2 separate regions of the Anas platyrhynchos genome follow, and region 1 is linked to region 2. A link is a contact called in public Hi-C data. All regions are on one chromosome and are shown on one strand. The core of a region is the stretch at or near the end of the contact, and the rest is flanking DNA. Distances in the headings are between cores, read along the strand shown.

Evidence for each region. Hi-C and Micro-C count contacts between places; a contact is called where the count stands out from the background.
Region 1: a Hi-C map of liver shows a contact between it and region 2, with 2.3 times the contacts expected there. The contact joins two enhancer-like sites. A contact is called at or near these places in 2 of 8 Hi-C or Micro-C datasets (liver and subcutaneous adipose tissue).

Annotation. Positions count from the first base shown.
Region 1 is chr3:110,428,342-110,433,255 of IASCAAS_PekinDuck_T2T, reverse strand. No RefSeq gene overlaps it. Among named protein-coding and RNA genes, the nearest start is that of TTC32, 44 kb to the left of the region's middle. Within about 2 kb of position 1,930, at least 3 of the 8 cell types and tissues checked have an H3K27ac peak or open chromatin away from gene starts, as enhancers often do.
Region 2 is chr3:110,355,966-110,360,398 of IASCAAS_PekinDuck_T2T, reverse strand. No RefSeq gene overlaps it. Among named protein-coding and RNA genes, the nearest start is that of TTC32, 120 kb to the left of the region's middle. Within about 2 kb of position 1,833, at least 2 of the 8 cell types and tissues checked have an H3K27ac peak or open chromatin away from gene starts, as enhancers often do.

The DNA of each region.
Region 1 (4,914 bases), core at 681-3,180, 73 kb before region 2:
TGGGCTTTTGTACTTTTGATGCTAAAATTCCCATGCTTGATTCCCAATGACAAATATAGTGCTGATCTGTGTGCTGCTAGGGATTTGTCTCATCCTCAGCCAACAGCCTCAGGCCAGCCTGTGGATCTGAAATCCAGGTATGTTGCACTTAGTTAAGAACAACTCTGCTTTAGTTCACTTGCTTGGAAGAAAGATCAGACCTGTGCAGGTGCTAAGTGAATTCCTCCCTGGTTACATCTGCATGGTTCAGAGAGACCTTAGCTCCTCTGCTCTCAGCTCCAGAAGCCACACAACAATGAGCTCTGGTTAATATATCCTGCTTTTCAGCATGGTAGTTAGTTTGGGCACTCTGCTGCACTAATACATTTATACAACTTCCTGACGGGAGCTGGGTTGCAGCTTGAAATTTGGGGTACAGCACACTGGCCTGTCCACACCACTATAAGTAGACTTATCTTAACAGAACTTTGGGAATTGCTTCTTTGTGGGAAACTGCCAAAGGGAGGCCCTTTGCAACCAAAGCTGAAGGCTGTACTTTCTTGTGCTTTGTTTCTGCAATTTTTTGAGAACTGTCATGTTCATACCTGTTCAAAAATGGAACATCCGTGGCTGAATTTACAGGTTATATGTTGGGTTTTTTAATATACACCCATGCATGTATCTATATGGTCTCTCTTACCTGGGCTAGGCTTCATAGAGATCACAGTCCTTCCATCAGAAATTGGCACTTAGAGCAACTTCAGCACTGGCCTGATGATGCTTACTGCCACAGCTCCTGATATTCTTCATCTTGCTGTCTTTTTCCGTCCTTTTCCTCTGTGGGTTGAGCCAACACCTGTGGTCCCATATGGGCAACTTTGGCAGCTGCAGGGGATGGATAACAAGCTCTGGAATATATTTTTCCAACTGTGTCATCTGGCTTATAGGAGAACTCTGGCTTAGCTGTACTGCCAGTACTGGAACGACTCTGGAGCTGTCTCCTAGTCAAACGGTTGTAGAGCTGGCTGGCTTGCTTTGTTTTCCTGGACAGTGTATTGTCTTTTTTTTCTTCTTTTTTTTTTTTTCTTTTTTATTTTTTTTTCTTAAATATGTATGTATATATATATATATTATTCCCTTTTCACTGTGAGAAATGTGGTCCATATAAAACATCTGACATTAAAGTCTTGTTTTAAATTCCTTCTGCAATCTGTGTGTTAGGTCTATCAAGATAAAAGAAAGTATTTTTTCCAGTGTCCATGTATGTTCGCATTATAGCTGGGAAGGGTATTCTAGGAACTACCTATGTCTCTGTGAACATCCAAATCTGAGCTCTAAGAATGAAAGTAGGCTGCCTCACTTGCAAAACCACAGCTGTGGTTAATGACTGTAATGGAGATGAAACAGCACATTTTCTTGTGAACATTAATAACTCCCGTGCACATTGTCCACATTTTGCAACCACATTTTCAAACCACTGCATGTTTTTGAGAGGAAAACTGCTTGAGGGAAGCCTCTCTTGCTACCAAATGCTCTGCACTCCATTTAAAGAGTAGAAATACAACAGAATTGGTGGCCTGGTACTAGAAAATCAACAATCAAATAAACCAACTAACTGCTATTGATCTCAATTTCCCCAAAAATGGTATTGGACTTCAGCATTCCTCAGACTGAAGGGAATGAAGAGTTCATTTTTGAGTTCTTGCCATGGTGCATATGTCAGTATTTGCCACTGACTTTCCCTCAACACAGCCATCTGCAGCCGTCCCGAACAAAATCATGTGCAGCATTGTGTTTAATGTTCCTGAAAGAAAAGGGAACATGTAATAATTATTTTAAAATAAACACCAAAGGGACAAGTACTGTGTTCTTTGGCTTAATTCGTACACGGATGAAATCATTTCTCTACACGGGCCTGCCAATGTCTTGTTGCAAAGTCTGAGCCTCGGAGGAGGCCTGTGATCACTGAATGAAGTGTCGGCCATGCCTCCCTCCTCCCCCCTCTGCCTCAGCTCAGCGAGCTGTAAACCACAGCCACCACAGCACGATGACCACGGCTAAGAGGCATGAAATATCAGCTCCATCGAGAAATATAGCATGGGCAATAAAGGCAAGAGGGCTGGCTTCAGCTGCCCCCGTGCTGGGTGCAGCCCTGCCTCCATTTTGACATGCAGTCATGGTGGTGTGAGTCCACATGCCACTGCTGGGCTGTTCACAGTCAGGAAACGCTGCTGCTTTGGCTACGTGGCTCTAACATGTGTGGGGAACCTGCTGCTCCCCAAGGGGAGCCTGGGGGTGTGTGGGTGCTCCGTGGGTCTTTTGCAAGCCGGTGGAGTGAGGCACAGCCCATGCCGCGTGGTGCTTCGGCTGCTGGCATGGACAACATTTGCCAAATGTGTGGGTGGAAAATCTGTGTGTGTATGTGTGTCAGTTTTCTTTAATCTTCTTCTTCTTCTCTCTCTCTCTCTTTTTTTTTTTTTCCTCTTCCACTTCTCTCTCTCTTCCTTTCTTTCTCCTTTCTACCCTCCTTCCCTTCATCCCTCCCTCCATCCCTCTTTCCCTCCCTCTCTTTCTCCCTTCTTCCCTTCCTCCCTCCCTCTTCTGTTAGTACTTTTTTATTTCTTGTCTCTTTCTTCTGTCTATATTTCTCCCCTCACCTTCCTCCCCACTTCCCATCCTTCCTCACTTTTATGCGGCCTCCCCTGTGCACCCAGTGAGATCCCCAAAAGCCCCCAGGGGAAGGTGCTCTCAGTCACAGCACACCTGAGACACACCTGAGACTCTCAGTCTGTCACCACTCCATGGCAGGTCCCCAGGACAGCCCGGCAGCTGCCCCAGTCCAACCAGGTGACCATGGCTGTTCTTTCCTTCTTGTCCATGCCACTGTGGCCACCACAGTGGAGTGGTGGTGGTATGGAGAAAAGGGCCCAAGGTGGGTACGCAGCACAGACAATGCTGAAGGTCACATAAGACTGTCTGGCTCTCAGCCCACACAAGAAGGAGCCATTAGGCAGAACGTAGAAAGACGCTATGTCTGTGCGTTACCATCACCATCTGAAGTTTGGCATGGAGAATTCCAGGATAATGTCTGGCTCATGTGTATTTGAAATGTATTTTTTTAAAGCTGATTGACACAGGAAAAAATGGCATTTGTGAATGTACTTGTGCACAGTTGCAAGAGTCCAGACATGATGACCTCTGTAGTGTCCTTTCCAGGCCTGTACTCCTGTGCTGCCAACATGTGGGGACAGAGGATCAGGGCATCTACCACCTCTTGGCAGTCACTGTCCAGTTTAATTTTTAATTACCTCCGAGGCCAATCTCAAAATATTACAAATGCCCTCAGCAGGAGTTGTGTCAGCCTGTATTCAAAGATCACTGTGAAAGCTCAAACTTTGCTTTGGCATTCATTCTGAGGAACATTTTAAAATTTTAGTATAACTTAGGTACTCACTTATGTTGTTTCCTATTTCTTTCTTTCTTTCTTGTCTTTCTTTTTTTTTTTTGTTTTCTTTTTCTTTCTTTCTTTCTTTCTTTCTTTCTTTCTTTCTTTCTTTCTTTCTTTCTTTCTTTCTTTCTTTCTTTCTTTCTTTCTTTCTTTCTTTCTTTCTTTCTTTCATCTTTCTTTCTTTCATCTTTCTTTTTTTTTCATTTTCTTTCTTCTCTTCTCTTCTCTTCTCTTCTCTTCTCTTCTCTTCTCTTCTCTTCTCTTCTCTTCTCTTCTCTTCTCTTCTCTTCTCTTCTCTTCTCTTCTCTTCTCTTCTCTTCTCTTCTCTTCTCTTTTCTCTTCTCCTTCTTTTCTTCTTTTCTTTTCTTTTCTTTTCTTTTCTTTTCTTTTCTTTTCTTTTCTTTTCTTTTCTTTTCTTTTCTTTTCTTTTCTTTTCTTTTCTTTTCTTTTCTTTTCTTTTCTTTTCTTTTCTTTTCTTTTCTTTTCTTTTCTTTTCTTTTCTTTTCTTTTCTTTTCTTTTCTTTTCTTTTCTTTTCTTTTCTTTTCTTTTCTTTTCTTTTCTTTCCAAATCATTATTTGAATTCTTTGAAATGGTCACCATCTTGACAAAGAAAAGATGATACACATACTGTTTATCTATTGTTTATAGTAATCAGCAAAATCTTCTCCCATGCGGGGGACCCATGTAAAACTACATAATCTCCACAAAACAATAATTTAGAGCAGTACGCGTTGTCTTGTCTGTCTGCGCAAGGTCAACCTTCCCCTGGCTACCTACCCTACTTTCCCCTGTTGAGAGCAGCCCTGAGGAGAAGGACCTGGGGGTGGTGGTTGATGGGAAGCTCAACATGGGCCAGCAATGTGCACTTGCAGCCCAGAAAGCCAACCATATCCTGGGCTGCATCAAAAGCAGCGTGGCTAGCAGGGCAAGGTAGGTGATTGTTCCCCTCTGTTCTGCTCTTGTGAGACCCCACCTGGAGCCCTGCGTTCAGCTCTGGGACCCCCAGCGCAAGAAGGAAATGGACCTATTATGGTGAGTCCAGAGGAGGCCATGAGGATGATCAGAGGGGTTGGTGCACTTCTCTGAAGACAGACTCCCTCAGGTGGGGTTGTTCAGCCTGGAGAAGACCCAAAGAAGATCTTACAGCGACCTTCCAGTAGGGGGGCCTACAGGAAAGCTGTGAGGGACTCTGTGTCCAGGAGTCTGGTGATAGGACAAGGGCTCTAAACTAAAATAGGGTAGGTTTAGATTATATATAAGGAGGAAGTTCTTTACTATGAGGGTGGTGAGGCACTGGAACAAGTTGCCCAGAGAAGCTTTTGATGCCCCATCCCTGAAGTGTTCAAGGCCAGGCTAGGCAGGGCTTTGGGCAACTTGGTCTGGTGGGAGGAGTCCCTGCCCAGGGCAGGGGGTTTGCAATGAGATGATCGTTAAGGTCCCTTTTCTATGATTCTATCTGCGTCATTGCTTTAGTGCAGAACCAGAA
Region 2 (4,433 bases), core at 584-3,083:
GACGCAAATGTGCAGTGACTGCCTGACTTGCCTGCATGTACAGGATGCTTCAAAGATGAGGTCCTGTTCCTTGTGTGGTCCATAATAAACAAGGGCATCTGAGGCTTTCCTTGACCACATCACGTCTTCTCCCTTCTTCTCATGTAGCTCCTGTGTGCAGCCTATGGAGAGGAGGGAGCAGCTAAAGGGGTCACCTGCACAGCAAGAGAAGTGGGTGCAGAAGTGGAAGCGCTGCCCTCTGGGTTGGAAAGCGGGGGCAGCTGGGGTCTGCAGGAAACACCGGGCGTGCTGCCCTGCGGCGAGAGGTGTTTGATGTTGGTTCATCATTGTGTTGGGTTGAGCGTGGAAGTGCTGGAGGGCCGTGCACCCAGGGAGCAGGGAGAACAGTAGATGGTGCCTGCCCTGAAAGGCTTCCAGCACTAATTCTTTAATGCAAAGAACAACACAGCTGGGCCTTTTTTAATGCTTGATGAGGAAGGCGAGCACATCTCTCTCTGCAGCCTGCTTGCCTCACACGAAAGACAACAGGAAGGAAGTGCTCTGCTTTTAAAAGTTTGTTTTAGTCTCACGTTTTGAAAGAGCAGGTCACTTCAAAGTCCCGCTGCAATATTACCACATGCCATCTGCTCGTTACAAATGTGCAAGGGAAGTTATTGGTGCTTCTGCCTTATTTCTGTGATCCAAATGTATATATGTGGCAATTATTTATTTTATTTTTAAACAGGCATGTTCAGTTGTCTCCCACTTTTCCATGCTTCATACATTGAACATCTTCTTGGGCTGTCGGTTCTTGGGGTAGGAGACCACATGTGCCTGCACTGCTCTGCTCTTGTGTGTGTTCAGATGTAACAGCACCACTGTGTCCATGAGAAAATCCAGGGAGGGCAATTGTCAGGTTCCATGTGGTGCAAATGTGTTTTCTGTTCAAGCAGGCTAAATCCAGTGGCTGATATCATGCAGTTTTCCTGCCAGTTGTAAGCCATAATGCAGCTCAGGGCAGTGGCCCTTGTTGTGCTGTTTCCAGAGCTGATGGCAGGAAGACCATTGGATTGCCCTTCTGCGTATCCCAGGCCATACACGTATCCAATGCTCTTTTAGCAACCTTTTTTAGATAAAGTCTTTAAATCTTCAGCCACTTCAGTCCCATTAAAGCTTCTCATTAGAGCTGAGAGGAGCAAAGTTTTTGTTCCTGCTGTTATCTCCTGGGGTTTTGCTCAACTTCAGGTGTCTAGTCTGTCAGTTAATCGGATTGTATCTACAGTCAGTGCAGAGATATCTGCACCTTTAAGGGGCAATTTTCCCCATTATTTGGGACCTACAGTAGGATGGGTGGGACATGACAGTCTGTCTCTGTTATAGAAGGAGGTTAACTGAAAAGCTTAGATTTTATTGTCAAATTTTATAGTGCTAAAGGTGGCACGAACCCCACTTTTAAACCCTCACAGTCAGAGTTCTCATTTTGTGAACACTGGATAATAATAAAACCTCTGAGAGAATCCTCCTACTAGGCTAATGGAGCATGATCTCAATCGGAGTCTTAAAAATGCTTCCTTTATAGAAACAGTAACTGATCGCAGTGGGGTTATTCCTGATTTATGCCAGTGTAAGGGAAGGACTGGTTCTCAGGTTTCCTATTGCATTCAAGCTAGCTAATTTTTCTCAGGGCACATTCATACCAATTTAGAGCTGAATGCTTTACTCATTTGTATGATGTATACATTTATTTTTAAATAGTACTTGTTAAAAATAAACTTTTCATCAGCGAACAGTCCAGGGTGGACAGATGACTCACATGTGCTACTGGGAATGGGATGAATCAGCAACACCGTTTGATTCGTAGCACAGTCCCAGATCGAGCAGCTGTGTTTGGAGGGACTGGACATGCTCCATCTTTCAGCTCATTGCAGACTTGTCCCCAGCATGACTGGCTTCCTCAGTTGGCAAACAGAGCGGTGGGGCTTGCTGCCTTGTGAGGTGCAGAAGGACAAACACCCAGGCCAGCCCTGGATGCACTTTAAGCTCTCTCTGATATCAACGCTTGCTTCTCAAGGCAAATTGATATGTCCTAGCAATGCTGGGTTACCAGTCTCTCTTCAGCTTTAGAGTGAATTTATATGATGCATGACACCCCATCAAGCTCTACACTTATTTGGGAGCTCTAAAACTACATGAGAACTGCTCCTGGGGCAGGTAGCCTCTCCCATCAGCAGGGCATCCCTTGGCTACAGGCAGCACTGACATGGCCACCTCACAAGTAGCCTTGGGGCTGGCCAGACTGGGTCTAGCTCAAGCTTCTCAGTGCTGTGCTTCTGCACAATGCCAACCCACAGGAACCCAGGGGAAATGGGGTGAAGGTGTGAGGGCTCAGCTTCTGTTTTGCACTGTGTTTGGTGGTGGCCTGGACATTGACTTTGCATGACCTCCACTATCACACCTGCACCTTGTCTGAAGCTGGTCATACCTAACTGTGAGGAGAGATCAGCTTTTCACTTCCCCAAATTTCTTGGGCATTTCCAGGAGACAAAGAGTTCCAAAACATGTTGTGGCCATGATCACAGCATTATTACTGAACATTTACAGTTATATTGAGTCTACAGATATATATATTTATGCCCTCCTTTTAGCTCAGCTTTATGTTTTTCAGGGCTTAAAGCTGCAGGCCATTTTTTATTTTTGTTATTGAGAGCAGATGTACCCAATTCCAATCATATTCTACTGAAGAATGTCAGGGTTGTGAGAGGTCGGCTGGTGAATGCCTTTCAATCTCCATTATTATTTCCTCTACTCAATTGCCGCAGCAGGGAGACTACAGACATTTAATAGAGACCTTCAAAACATTCAGGTATATTACAGATCAAAACGTTCCTTACACTCTTTCAGTGGCCTTCTTCCACTCTTGAAAACATCTCTGTTTATGCTGTTGCTTTAGCCTGGGACTAGAATCACAGAGCTGAGCTTTGTCCAAATGCACCAACTATGGACACTGGGGAGACGCTATCTTGGTTTATAGTGTCATCTAACTCACAACTCAACCGCTTTTGGGAAGGTGTGAGCAGGCACACTGCTGTGGTATGTCCATAGGCACACACAGTCTCTCTACCTGGTCTTTGCCTTGCTCACTGGCCCACATCAATCTCTTCATCTTTGGGTTAGAGAACTCACTGCAGCCTTAAATGGGAGGTGCCAAAAATGTGGTCAGATAGTTTATAAAGATGCTTTCTTTCTGAAATATCAGCCTGGCAATCACTAAAGAGAAAGGGAACAGTGCTGGATGGGGAAGGGGACAAAGAAAAGCCCTGTACATAAGCCCAACTCAGAAATGCAGCCTCAGTTTCCCCTGCTGTGCTCAGAAGTGATTCGGGATGTATTCAGGTCTGTCACAGGCCCAGTGGAAACACCCACGCTGAAAACCAGAAAAGTCCAATTTTAGAGCTATGACAGGTTCTTCCCTTTCCTTCTGGGGCCTTGGAAGGAGGATTATGGAGGAACGTGTGATTAATGCCCTCTCTCTGGGAGGAAGAAAACATGATTGTGCATTCTTTCCTAGTCCCGTCCATCATCTTCAGTGGTGCTCATGGGGAAGCTTATTCCTTCACATGCAACATTTGCAGAACTAATTTCCAAAGAAAAGGAGTGGTTTTAAATAAAGCAAACATCGTTTTGCAATTATCTCCAGTGCTTTAATGTTTACTGATTTTCTCACTCAGCCACCGATTTTTTTTCTCTCTCTCCACAGAGCAACTTTTTATACATCTGTTCTTTTTTCCTGTGGGACTTTTTACACTGAAAGTGCTCAGTGGGTAAACGGCTGTCCTCATGATCTAAAAGTAGGGAGTTGGAAGTGTAATTGGGATAATTTAATGAATCTGTGGGCTTTGCTACCACGTCTTGTCCTTTTCCAGTCAGGCCCTCTGTCTCTGCTGAGTGCTGCAAAATCTAAATGTTTCTTCTTTTGATTTCCTGAGTTTCTAACTGAAACAAAAAACAGGCACGGAATGAAACTCAAAAACATTTCCAGTTTGGAAAGGAGATGTACGTAAATGCAATATCCTGGGACAGGAGGCTTCTAGTGTTCAAGAGCACTAACAGTCTTGAAGGCAGGACTGCCAACTGGCTTTAGTGCCTTGGGCGTGAGGGCAGGCCTGCGTACTTTCTCTCCAAATCAGTGGTTTTAAGGGGACTGTTAGAAAGCACCACTATTCGGAAATTGTGCCAGATGCAAAGCTATCAAATTCAACAGTTGCCACTTCATCCCTTCCTCCAAACATGAAACTCCCGTACTGTGCTTCTCTTGCCGTGCTAGAAGCCCTAACCTAAAACCACTGTGAGCTTACACAGCGCTGACAGGATGCTTAACGTTACACTGAGAAAATGCAATAGCTTGGGAAGGGATCCTAAAAAAGAACTGCCTGCCCCTTAGTTTATTCAGAAAG